Linked DNA regions of Drosophila melanogaster: region 1 is linked to region 2. Evidence: chromatin contacts called from public Hi-C data. All regions are on one chromosome and are shown on one strand. The core of a region is the stretch at or near the end of the contact, and the rest is flanking DNA. Distances in the headings are between cores, read along the strand shown.

What was found. Hi-C and Micro-C count contacts between places; a contact is called where the count stands out from the background.
Region 1: a Hi-C map of the Kc167 cell line shows a contact between it and region 2, with 1.7 times the contacts expected there. A contact is called at or near these places in 3 of 107 Hi-C or Micro-C datasets (the Kc167 cell line, the S2 cell line and embryo).

Annotation. Positions count from the first base shown.
Region 1 is chr2L:14,260,902-14,265,227 of dm6, forward strand. wb (wing blister) reads left to right here and starts at 2,126. Exons shown (of 16, transcript NM_165086.3): 1 at 2,126-3,222. The coding sequence starts at 2,820.
Region 2 is chr2L:13,955,183-13,959,040 of dm6, forward strand. NimA (Nimrod A) reads left to right here and starts at 2,357. Exons shown (of 5, transcript NM_135847.6): 1 at 2,357-2,970. The coding sequence starts at 2,668. Ance-3 (Ance-3,) reads left to right here. Exons shown (of 9, transcript NM_001298988.1): 9 at 83-1,006. The coding sequence ends at 398.

The DNA.
Region 1 (4,326 bases), core at 876-3,375, 310 kb after region 2:
CATTCCTAAGCCACAGCAACCTTCCTTCCAGGAACTCCTTTTTTGGAACTCGAATGCTACCTCCTTCCTTTTCAGTTCCTAACCCTTTTTGGTGCACTTGTGCCAAACAATTTGTAAGCCATCATTTCAATTAAGATGCATAAATCACGCCGAAATCAGCAGCCTCATCAGGGCAGCGGCAACAACATCATCATCGCCGCCGCCGCCATGATTATCCTCCGCATACTCATCGTTATCCTCAAGTACGTCGGGCACTTAAAGCCGGGCATGCGCACAAGCTGAAGAAAAAAGAAAAACCCTTTTATTTCCTTCCAATCTCTCGTTCGGGCTCGTTTCATTCGATGCCGCCTTGGGTTTTGGTATTCGATTCTGTTAAACGAACCAATTTAAACGGCGCATCGACAATGGATAAAGTGCCAGAAGTGTGTGCGGGTGTGCCAGAAGGCTGGGCAACTCTCGATTCCCAATCCTTTGCGAGGGCCAAAGGGATCGACAATTGCACCTCTTTTAGCCGGCTCGTGAAACTGCTGTTTCACGCTTCAACAAATGCTCTTCGAGCCAGAGCAGCAGCAACAGCAGCAAAGGCATCAACAAATTGCAACACAGATAAAAAGAGGGGATGCCCATTCTGGATTCCTTGCTTATTTATGAGTTTCGAACTTCAACTAAACGAAGGGCATACATCCTAATTTGTACAATGTATATCTTGCGACTTAAAATAAAAGAAAAATTTAAGTAAATGTAATGCGAATTTTTAAAACAGCTAAAGTTAACAAAGAAAATCTATAGATATTTATTCTCAGAATCTTGAAACAATAAATTGCATTTAATTTGGGGAATGTAGAACCCAGAACATCGTCTACCTGTGCTTTTCCCACCCTTCAATGCCCTGCAAACTGGCAAATGAAACGCAAACTTATTAGGAAGAATGAGGTATTTATGTAAGGGCCACACGATTGGGCTGCAAATAACCGCGGGCAACATGAAACGTGCGCCACCGTAAAACGTCCAATGAGTATGGTCGTATTAGCAGGAAATATCTTTCAGATATCTTTTGGGAACCATTCAAACTGGCGTTAAGTGCCTCAATTCGCTCCACTCGCCAGGGGCTCTTTTCACCTGTTGAAATGCCGTGACGACGTTACAAAAGCACCGCAGGATAATCAGAAATGACCGTAGGACATCGAGGGTCAGAACAAAGTAGCGGCAAAAAGGTCGGAACCCTCAATGCGAAACTGTCAAAACTGATATAAAGTGGAAAACATGTGGCGAAGGCTGGAAAGGAAAACAAGCGACGGACAACAAAGGCGGTTCAAGTGCAAGGTGCTCGCAGGACTACAAATGTTTTTTTTTAGCACCCCGGGAATTTCCCGACTCCTGGCTCGGCCACTTGCAGCCTGTTTACCTGCTAAAGTTAAACGATTTGGCTTGCAACATTCACCAGAGCAACAGGTAAATCAGCAAACTCACCTTTGTGGATCGTAACTTGCCCTGATAGCGATGTAAATAAATCAGCTGATAAGCTGGCATTGAACTATGGAAATAGTGAAGTAAATAGGAAATGCAAAGGGTTACCTGATTAATTGTTAAGACAAACTCGCAGTATATTTACACTTAAAGGTTTGTATAAAAATTCCTTTAAATTTATGCTTTAGATTAAGATAAACAAATTAAATACTGTTTTCAGTTTAAATTGACAAATTCTAGACTCAGTTTTGGAGGTATCCTAAGATCATAACACTTATCCCTAATTATTCACAGTGTAAACTCTCCTCGGGCAAAGGTCATGCAGTTTATTATCGGCCAAGATCAATAAAGCATGTACCTAATTAGAAACCATAACCCATTCCTAGGTGTTAGATTTCCCAGAAGGCCAATGCCACTTCCTCTTGGCTCTGCACTCTTGTTTCATTTATGTCTTCAATGTGCAAACTCAAACATTATTAATAATATCATTCCTGTAAATATACATTTTTTGTATATGTAAGTTTTCATCATAGAAAAGGAATAGCTTTCCATCTTTAGAAACATCTGAACGAAGTGCTGCAAAAGGAACAAGCCGCCGAATGCGATCCACAAGGTCCACACTCTCACGGATCTGGTCTGAAGTGCAGCGCTTGCGATCAGTTCGTGTTTGACGGTCGTTTGCGTAGGAAGCAAGACACGCGACGGGTCTCGAGTGCTGTGCTTTGCCTGTGCGATGGCTGGATTCTAGATGATAGTGCGTTCGAATAGTGCGGCCGCTGCTCTGGCGATTTATTTATGTGTCATAAAATTAAACGGCAATTATGCGATAAGCCACTGCTAATAAATAAGTGAATGCAAAATTCTGTATGCCATTTCCGAGTTTCCCTGCAACGCAAGATCGATTTTTGTTCACTTTTTACACTTCACGTCGAGGATACGAAAATACGAAAATAGCTGGCGAGAAAAATGTTTGCTTGTCGCTGAGCAGGAAAGTGGGAAATGTGTCTGAAACAAAAATAAAATTAAATAGCGCAAAAATCTTGAAGTAGCAAAGTTGCAAGAAGTCTACGCAAAATCGAGCAAATAAAGTGAAAGATTCGCAAGAGCAAATGCGTAAAAAAGTGGAGAAAAAATTCGAGCGGAAATCGTAAATGATTTGAAAAAGAAATAATACAAAAAAAAAGAACAATCTGTGCAGTGAAAATAAAAAATATTATGAATGAAAATACCAAGGAATAAGTGCCTGCATCTCAAGTGGTTTTATTAAAAGAGCACAGAAAATATATCCAAGTTCAAAGTCGAACGGAATATAATGTGTCATTAGTGATCGTAGTGCATTCAGTTCGTCCAGCATGCAAATCGGAAATTTTATCAAATGGCCACTGGGCCTGATCCTCATCCTGCTGGTCACCCACTGTCAGGCCAAAAGGCAGCGGAAACGGTTGCGTGGATTCTCCACTGCCAAGGACCTACAGGATTATAGCATGCCGCTCAACGACAACTCCACGGAACTCCAGCAGAACATTGTGTCCTGGACAGGAGCTCGAATTGCGTCGAGTCCCGATAAGAAGAAGAAGTCACCGCAATCATCGAGACGTCACAAAACCAAAAGTGGCCTGATCATTGAAAGTAACATTGCCGACTCGGAATCGATGTTGGCTATTGCCTCCTCGGAATCCGTCACCAAGAAGAAGCCGCCGCAGCGTCGTCGCAACGGAAAATTACAGAAATCCGGAGGAGGAGCAGGAGGTGGAGGTAAATGTCTATAACTATGGATAGGCTCTTCTAAATATGGTTCCCTGATCGATTGTGCAGCACCAGAAGTTGCTCGCATTGCTCGCCATCAGTTTCCTGGTCGCTGGTCGTGTTTCTGCCATATTTGGCCGCTCAAGTTGAAAGAACTTTCATGTGAAAGTTGTGACAGGAGGAAGAGATTCTTTAATTTTCCTGAGCTGCTCTTTATTTGTATTTTTTTTTTTTTTTTTTTTTTTTTTGAAATTCTATACGTTATTACGTGAGAGGTCCAGTTATGGTCCGGCTATGCTGCAGTGGTTGTCGCCAGGTCTTTGGTCGTTGGCACATAGTTGCCCTGGCCTTGTGTTGCCTTTGTTGTCGTTAGTTGGAAAAAAAAAACTTGGCTTTTTGTTATGTGAACTTTGCCTATTAGGAATATGAATCGCCTCGTCGGCTTCGACCAACTGTGAGATGATAGATCTCTGGTTATGGCAGTGTGAACTCTGGTTAGTTGGCGAAAACAAAGTTTACGATGAATGTGTACTTAGACTTCTTGAATAGCTGACAACGTAATAAACACAAAGTTCTGAAATTATATAAATTCAATGAGTTCACAATAATTGTAATACAAAACATGATCTTGATAAGGGTAATAACTACTAGGAATAAGTAATATATAAGAACATGCGCATTTCAACGACCAATATTATATGTTAAAATTCCCAGACTGGTTCCAAATGATCATGATGGTATTAACCCCTGGTTATGCCCATTAAAATTAATCAAAACATAAATTTTTAAACAAATTATAGTCTTACCTTTGCACAACAATTGGCAGGGCAATTGAACCGATAAACATTGCGAACAAAGGCGATCAGCAGAGATGAATAGAAACACAATATGGACATGTTTATGTGTGGCTATATCTTCTATATGTTCTTTGTAACCCCTGGAGATTGTCCTCGAGCGTGTGTGTGGGTCCCTGGGCACTTGAGGGTATTTGTTTGCCGAACACATGACCCCGAACCGCTGCGAGGGAACAGTTTGAGGATTGAGGACAACAATAGCGCCAGGGTCTCTGGCTCTGATGGTCCTGGTCCCTGTAATTGTGGTCGATTTCTGGAG
Region 2 (3,858 bases), core at 1,107-3,606:
ATGAATACTCTGAGTGCCTCTAGTTTTTAGTATCAATAATAATGAGACGTGCTTCAATAATGGTTTTAATTTCTCCTCACAGAACCCTGATGTCCAAGGGAGCCTCCCAGCCATGGCAAGAGGTCCTTGAGGAAACCCTGAGGGAGGGTCGCTTGGATGGAACCGCTCTGCGGGAGTACTTTGCTCCACTGGAGGAATGGCTGCGCCAGGAGAATCTGCGGACGAACGAGTATGTGGGATGGAACTACGATGGTGACTACTGCAAGAGGAGCATCGAAACTGCTGGCTTGCAGGTCTTTGGTGGATATTACAATGGTGCGACGGGACAAAAGTCAGCGCCATTCCTATACCCACTGATCTTGCTGATTTACCTTTACTTCAGCCTACGTTTATTATGAAATTCTGTCGTTTACATGCTAACGTTAAGAATATGTAAACAAAACAGTCAGACAAATTGTTGTTCCACTTAATACTTCCGCTTATTCAAGTCGCACCTATAACTAAGTTGAACTTGAATCAATGCCAAAAAATACACACACACAATTCTAAAATTAAATAAACAAAAAAAAAAAAAAACAAGCAAATGTGACAAATTGCCCGACTGGCTCTGACTGCACCCTAAAAATTGCAACAAAACGAAAAGAAACTACGGATCTTGCTCGAATGCGCTATACCCCTTGATGAACTAATATATACAACAAATGAAATTATGTTAAGAAAGATGATTCATGAAGTAGATTCAGACACCTACTCGAAACATTAATTTCTTGTAAATTCCTGAAGATTTCGTTGATCCTGGCATGCAGCAATGTTCTTTCGAATACCCTCTTGCAAAACCAGTATCCAAATTGGTGAAGAGCTGAGTGGGATGGGGGGCATTTGAGGCAGCACCGAGTGGGATGGTGTGTGCAACCCATGCGGGTCATTGGAACTCCGGCGTCGCACGCACATTGCTCACTCATTTGGTGGGTTTTGTTGTTGCTGCTATGGTTGTTGCTTACAATTTAATCAAATAAAATAAATAAACGTGCTGCAATTTCATAGTTGTGCTTTTGTTTTCGCTGCAGCTGCTGCCCCGTCTGCGGTTTCTGATGGAGTCGCCAACTGGTTTTTTGTTGTGTATAAATTTGATTTAATAAATTGCAGCAGCAGCAACTTTGGTGTAAACAAGACAATCAACACTTGAGTGGGTTGGACGGGTGTTTGGGGCATATTATGGGGCGTTGCACGGTCATCTCGGTGGCATTGTTCTAAAGTTTATCAAAGAAATACGACACTTAAGCTAAGTAACTTGAGTGGTGCAGCTCACTTTCCGCATATTTCTAATCAACTTAAATGGAGATGATTTCAATGGCAATACGAAGAATGTGCAAAGCGATTTAAATCTGTTCAAGCGAGATAAGTAAGTATAATCCTGATTAAAATTACAAAATCGTACACACATTATTTTTAGCACAAATACAGCACGATTGCTTGCTTAAATCTGCCAGTGCTGACAACAAATTGAAAGTGATTTTATTGTATAAACAAATAATTGAGCAGGTGCTATATCCGCTTGTAATATTAAGTAGTCTAGTTAGTACCATTAAACAAAGATATAGTTTGTTGGTACTTGTTTTTTTTAGTCGTAAATTTAACTGCCATGTCTTGCACTTAAGTATTAATTACGTTTATGTTTATCGTAGATTTAATCTCACTCTTAAGTTAAACGCATTTTAATCTTGGCACTTTTAATCAAGCAACATATTTTCTTAGATTGAAAAGCAATATAATATACTAATTTATCGTTGATTAAATTTGATTTAGAACATATCTTGCAAATCTCAGTTTTGCCACCTAATACCCAGTTGTGGATCATCGCTTAATTGGGTCTGAAGAAAAGCGCAAGTCGATTTGAAATGAAATCAAAACAAAAGTGACTACGAAAACAACTGGCGTAGTCGCGTTTTTGCACCGCAATGACAGCCGCATGTTAAGGACATGATCAACATTTCAATTAGATGCAATCATCGCCCTCGCCGCAATCGCGGGGCTAGTGGGTATGGGGTGTAATCGCTTTGGGGAGTTGAGTTTCATTCACATGCAGTGGAGACTTCGCTGCTCACCGGCATGCTTTACATTTCACTTTCGCTTTGTAGAATTACCATGAATTGTAGAATTGGGTGTGCAGTGCGTACTTCCGCTCTCCGATCTCAAGTCCCTCGCCACCCCGGACGGCCTTTATTGGCTCGACGACAATTTGCAATGACTACTGTATTTTGTTGTAGCTTTCCGTAGTTTACTTTATTTCGTGAAGGAACATTCGGAGTGAGTAACAGAATCGCCGCCAACGGGGAAACAGTTTTTACGAGACTCGCGATCCAGACGTACACGCAGCGCACATCAAACGGTTTAAATTGATGGATGTAAGCGGATAAGATCCTCGTTTGGACCAGAACTAGATCAGAATATTAAATATTGTAGGAATGTGTTATGCGAATTAATAGTTCAAGGTCCTAAAAATAATAAACGGAGATGGGCAAAAGTGATTAAGGTTTTCGGGGTATCAAAAGAATTTTCATCAATTAAAAAAAATTTGCGATCAGTAATCATTGATGGATATGGTAAACGAGGAATAAAGTGAATGCCTTTCAGCTGTAAAAAGAAGTGAAATATAAAACAACAAATATGATAAGAGAAAAGCTATTCGGAAAACTGCTCCTCCTGCTTGCAATGGTTTTACCATTGGGATCAGGACAAAACAGCACCCTCAAGATCAACACAAACGTGAAAGATATTGAAGCTGGGGTTGTGGCTCTGCCCTCCATCCAGGGACCCGGGAACATCTGCATACGCGAGGAGCCATATGTGGAGCACGTCCAGGTGCCAGAGATGCAGCCGGTGCGTGTGCGGACCTCCAGTTGGTGCATGGAGATCCCGCCGAGATGCGCCACCTTCAAGACGGAAATGCGCGAGGTGATGAGGGTCCAGGTGAGTGAGTAGAGTAGTGAACTGATTTTGCCTCCGGATCAGGGAGCCTGGCAACTGGCCAAGTATCCAAATGGACGCAGGTGTTCCACTGCCGGCTCTGCCTTTGCGGGCATCTCTTGCGTCACCGCGATCCCAGCCAGTGGCAACACCTTCGCCGTGGCCACTTTTTCCACCATCCCGGGGAGCCTGCGCCACAAACCTGATTTCGAATTCGATTTGCCCAACCAGGAAGCCGCTCGCCACGATATCCATAAATTGCCCCGATTCGATGGCCGACTTTGATTACATTTCTCATATATATCGCTCGCTATATGGGTTCTGTCCGCCACCAGATGCATTGCGCAATTCTGGCCAATCTAAACGGGGTTTCCTGTCCTTCTCGTATGGAGAACGGAAGCCCCATGGATTGGATTTAGCGGCAGCTGTGCTTAACTGCAGGAGCTGCCGTTGCACTTTACTTGGTCAAGATGCAAGCGACCGGTTTTGACCTGTAGCATCTGAGGTGCCACGTGCGTCCTTGGCTGCCAAACTTCTTGAACTACTGGACACATGTGGCGTATACGCATTATGTATAAAGTGGTTCAAAGGTATTGTTAATATAATTATTGTTATGAAACAAATATTTAGAAATTTGAAAAGCAAAGTGTTTAATAGTGGTTATCAAATAGCAAACATCGTCAATTATTAATGTTTATTTAAATGGTCATTAATTACATCTTAAAAAATAAATAAAAGAACCAGCTCGCTTACATCACAATTTTGCGAATGTTTTTGTGATAAATGATGATAACTGATTCCCTATTAGCGTCAATCAATAGTTATTAATTTTAGGCAATTGTTTGGAGCAGACAAACAAACTATTAAATCCACAAAAACCACCGCCTGGCC